2 separate regions of the Mus musculus genome follow, and region 2 is linked to region 1. The links are chromatin contacts, called in public Hi-C maps. All regions are on one chromosome and are shown on one strand. Each heading gives the region's core, a stretch centred on a gene start, on an enhancer-like site or on the middle of the called end of the contact. The rest is flanking DNA. Distances are from core to core; before and after follow the strand shown.

Evidence for each region. Hi-C and Micro-C count contacts between places; a contact is called where the count stands out from the background.
Region 2: a Hi-C map of liver shows a contact between it and region 1, with 4 times the contacts expected there. The contact joins two enhancer-like sites. A contact is called at or near these places in 1 of 484 Hi-C or Micro-C datasets (liver) and 1 of 9 other capture datasets (embryonic stem cells).

The regions. Positions count from the first base shown.
Region 1 is chr7:70,534,974-70,537,572 of GRCm38.p6, forward strand. The region is part of intron 4 of Gm44812; the gene reads left to right. Among named protein-coding and RNA genes, the nearest start is that of Gm35842, 11 kb to the right of the region's middle. Within about 2 kb of position 1,283, at least 3 of the 459 cell types and tissues checked have an H3K27ac peak or open chromatin away from gene starts, as enhancers often do. A contact at or near this core is called in liver, where this site is marked.
Region 2 is chr7:71,466,816-71,469,414 of GRCm38.p6, forward strand. No RefSeq gene overlaps it. Among named protein-coding and RNA genes, the nearest start is that of Gm36260, 88 kb to the left of the region's middle. Within about 2 kb of position 1,311, at least 6 of the 459 cell types and tissues checked have an H3K27ac peak or open chromatin away from gene starts, as enhancers often do. A contact at or near this core is called in liver, where this site is marked.

The DNA of each region.
Region 1 (2,599 bases), core at 33-2,532:
GTGCAAGAATGGATTTACAACCCCTCAGTTACCCTCTGCAACATTTTCCCACTCTCCCACGGACTTGTGTGAATATTTGGCTGCCTGGATGGTGCCTTATTTCAATACATTTTATCTTATAGAGCTGAGGATTGAACCAGAGGCCTCACACATGCTAGAAAAGTGCTCTACAATGATGCTGTATCCCCAGCTAGGTTGTGCTTTCATGTATAAACATAATAGCTCTACTTACTGTACTACATCCATGTACACATCCCACCGATGACGCAAGAGACATTTCAAGGGTAAATTTGCCATATCCTCAAAATCTATGGAGTAGATTCCTTGACTACGAACCTAGTCAGAGTGAGGCATAATTTGATATTCTACAGAATACAAAGTTATGCACCATCAGAATCACCAATGCAATAAAACCAAGAATAGTGGGGTAACTGTGTGATTTCTGGCTGCTACCAGTCTGCTAGAGGTAGGCATGTGGATGGCATAGACAATAATGGTGTCACACATGGCTTAATGAATTTTCATAATAGCCAGGAAATTGGTATATTATGTGTAGCAAAGTCTTGATGACCTTACTGGATTGGTTCTTAAAATATCACATGGCCTTGTGGCTTTTTCAGAATGACTACAAGGGCAGAGAGGATCCTGGGTTCTACCACCAACGCAAGGACTGACTAGTGCTGGTCTCAGAAGGGCAGCGGCTACTGGCTGGTAGATACTAGGATGACTCTCATGCCATGTCTGCTAAATTTATGTTTTCAAAAGATTCTGTGTGTGTGTATTAGGGGTCCTAGGGTGGGTGAGTTCTTGCTATGGTGTATGTGGGGGTCAGAGCACAGCCTCAGGTGTGGGTCCACTCCATCCACCTTGTTTGGAACAGGGTCTTTATTGTTAGCTGGTGAGTGCGCAGGGCTATCTGTCTCCTCCTTCTCCTCCTACCTCACCAAGGGAGACTGAGATTATGGACGGGTTCTGCACTTGCTGATGAGTTCTAGGGATTCAGGCGTGTGAAGTACTTTCCCCTTAGAACCATCTCCCTACCCTAAAACTTTTATAGTTTTGAAAAGTCAGTAAGCTTCTGCGGGTTCTGGATAACATTCAGGACTCTTTTATTATTTCTTTGTGCCCAAGGAAGGAAGAACCCGAGGACTTCGAGACAACAGGCAGGGGGCTCAGAGCACAGTGAGTACTAGGGAAATGTGCTCCTGAGGCCCGTCTGTGCAAGCAAACTTTGCCTCAGGAACAAACTTGCTCTGCCTTTGTGTGACCTACTTGTACCAAAGTGGGAGGCTGGCTGAGCAAAGTACATTTGTAGGCTGTGAACCGTTTTATTGATAGATGGTTCTGTATCACCTCTTTGATGTCTTCATGGAAAACCGTGCTGGTCATTTTGCTCCTGGGTGTCTGACAGCCAGGATGAATCAAGTTTTCTTTGAGGAGAAACCTCCAGCATGCCAATTTCCTGCCATAGCTCTGTCTCAACCCACCTATCTACCCACCCACCCACCCAACTCCTCACCCTAAGTCCAGAAGTCCACCTCTAAAGAGTTGTTGGGATGACATGGAAATATTTGTGATCTATAAAATAATTCCATACTTACAATATGCTTACAGTATTTATCAAAATAGAGTTAATAAAATACAATGTATTTGCTTATTAAACTACTAATTGATACCTATAGGTACACACACATTTTGTATGTGATAAGCACTGTATAAATATAATTATTTACGATTACAAAGTAAAATCAAGTCAATACAGGAAGCTTAAGCAATGATTGGAAGTTTGAAGCTTAGTGGTGAAGGGCAAGAAGGCTTGGCTGAGTAGATTGCAGAATATTTTGAAGGGAAGGTGTTGAAGTGGGTGACATTTGAACTGGTCAGTGGGAGCGAGAAGAGTTTGTTGGGGGGAAATGGCACAAAGATTTGAACTATGAAGGAGATGCTTTCTGAATACCATAATGCTTTTCGGCTTGCCTTTAATGCCGTCTTATATATTCCTTAAGCTATTTGCCCAATTTTATGTGTACACGATCCTCTGACCTGCTATTTGGATTCTCTTTATGGGCCTAAGCCTTTTTAAAAAAGGTCTAATTAACACCATTATTCATTTGTGAGTGTGGCTAATAACTGTCTTATGGTTATTATATAATGATTTTAAGGTTTTGCTTATTCAAAATCAACTTCTCTGATCCTTAACTATGGGCATATTATTTGATTTAATTTATTATTGATATCTTTCTTCTCTCCCTTCTTTCTCTCTTGACTTAGTGGCCATGGGAAATGGATAGAAAAATGAGAAAGGAAACTTGTTAGAAATATTGTATACAACTGCTTACTATTTTAAATATTTTTAGATTTATCTGTTTTATGTTACATGTATGAATGTTTTGCCTGTTTCTATATGTGTGCCTCAAGTATATACCTAGTGCCTGAGGCAGTCAGAAGTCCTTTGATCTCCTGACACTGGACTGGCATACGCTTATGAGGTGTGAGTGCTAGGAACTGAACCCAGCTCCTTTGCTAGAGCAAAAGTGCTATTAGCTGCAGAGCCAGTCCTCTAATCCTACTCTATTGCTTATTAAATTTTTCTGATTAT
Region 2 (2,599 bases), core at 61-2,560, 930 kb after region 1:
AACCAACCAAACAAACAAACCAAACACCCCAAACTTACAGTATTTTATCTTTATTTTATTGTTGTATATATGGTATTATAAATCTTCTTGCTTTGAAATATGGAAAATCTTATATATTCTATTTGTAAATTATTTTATTGTGTAAATTTCATATATTCTTTTAATTTTGATATGAAATGCTTTTCTCTGTATTCATTGCTTAGTGGAATTTTCAATTTTCTTCACAGAAAAACAAAATTGAAAAAAAAAAGAGAAAGATTATCTTTTGCTATTTTTCATTTGTTTTTGTAAATTCATTTTGAGTCCTCAGAGGGTAAGATTTATAAACATTTAATGCCCTAGTTGGCATCTTCTACTGGATTTATGATAATACATGTACAAATATTTCTGATGGATACCTTGGCAAAATTAGAGATACATGTCCTGGTAACAATCTTTTGTTTATTAAGGCAATTATTAAGAACATTTGATGTGTGTGAATCTTTTGTCACTTTTACCTAAGAAGCATGTTTCTTTTATCATCAAGATCCAAATAAACAAGAAATAGAAATGTAAAAACACAAGGGAAAACTTAAAAATATGCTGAGCATGTATCGCCATCTGGATCTAAAATCTCTCCAGCATGCCCATGCTCACTGAACCAGTGATTCTCTCTTGACCAAAATGTACGCAAAATGTGTGCCTTCCAATGAAGTTACTTGTGGCTCCCTGGCAGGAACAGCCTATTGCACAATGGAGTGCCGGCTCACTTCTCTCCCTAGTATTATTTACAGAAGGAGTACAAAGTATTTTGTTGTTGATTAGATAGGAAAAGGAAATTCCAGCCAACGGTTTCTCAGCATGACTTTTATTTTGATGGATATTTTTTAATGAACCTAATTTATGTGAAGGTTGTTCCGTTAAAAGAATAGTTCACAAAAATATCATGCATGGTTGATCTCAAGACTGTGTTGTGATCCAAAAACAACACACAACAGCAGTCAAATATACGTTTTATGGGCACTTGTCTGTTTTGCTATAACACCGGAAAACGTTCTTTAATTAAAGTTTAAAACCGTAACTGATTAATTTTCTAAACAAACAATCCCTGTAAACATGGGATGTCAGCATCTTAGGGCTGTGTGGGTAGAAATTTTCCTCTCCTTGCAAAGGCAACCAAGGAGGACTCTGGGTGAAGCAGCAAGTGACATTGTGCCCTGGAGGTGAAGCGTCAGGATTTCTAGCATATTCTATAATCTACCTCTCAACAGATCAGAAATTGGAAAGATGTTCCATGCTTGTGACAGTGCTGGCCTGGACCTGCTTGCTACCCTTGACACGTGTAGCTTTTTGACAACAACTCAGTGTGAAAAGGTTCAAAGGACCCTGTTTACTGGGTTACCCTGGTGCTGACGTGGCACAGCGTGGGAGATATTCTTGGGCTTTTGGCTACTGACAGGGATGCCCATCATTTAGAATGAACACCCTCATTTGTTTCCTACTATGAAACCTCAGCTCTGATTTTCACAGTAGTCAGTAAGCAGTCTTGATTCTCCTCAGCCACTCCGTGACCTTTATGTGTTCTTTCTCTTTAAAATTAGAGGGGAGAATTTCAAATGTTACTTAAAAACTCCAAATGGGTTTTCAAAAAAAAAAAAAAAAAAAAACCCAAACAAACATGAAGGTATAATGGCAGGAAAATGGACGAGTATGTCAAACTAAAACTAAAAATCTAACTCTTGAAGTAAGAATGCCCGCAATTGAGATATTTTTATTAGACATCCACAGTATTTCCAATAATAAGTTACAGTCTACATTGTTCCTCCAAAGTCTGGGAAAAGAAGTAAATTAAGGTTGTTTGGGTTTGTCTAGGTGACATTGGTACACTGAGTTTGTGTTTCCGACACATCTCACTCATTAGACTTACCTCAAAGTCCTGATTTACTCACTCAGAGCAATCTGGCATAACAGATCTCCACCTTGTCATATGGAATGGTGATATACATCGCCTCAAAATGCATGTTTCCACACACATAGATACTTCTAAATTCTCAGTGCCATTATCTCACTTGCCCATTATGCAGCAAAATCTTTTAAAGTAAATGTTTCCTTAAAATTGAATGGGTGGGTAGGGAAGTGGGGGGGGAGGGTATGGGGGACTTTTGGGATAGCATTGGAAATGTAATTGAGGAAAATATGTAATAAAAAATATTTAAAAAATTGATCATATCCTTATTTTATTTTATCTTAAGATAATATGTGTACATGTGTGACAGACAGTGTAAATATGAATGCACGTGTGTGTACATGTGCCTGCTGAAGCTAAAAGAGATCGTTGAGTCCTCTAGAGTTGGCGTTACAGGCAGTCATATGGTCCTCAATGTGGGCTAGAAAGCAAACTGGGGTCCTCTGGAAGAGCAGCAACTGCTCTTCACTATTGGGCCATCTCTCTAATTCCTAATCATATATTTTATTACTGTAGGAAGAAAAAGAACTGTGAATTAACACTTCCATACAGTAAGAGAGCAACTGATCTTTTATTTTTATCTCCCAGTGAAGTGGTAGATTAATTAGTACACCATTTAAACGCAAGCCTAAGGAAGCAAGATAATAAAATGAG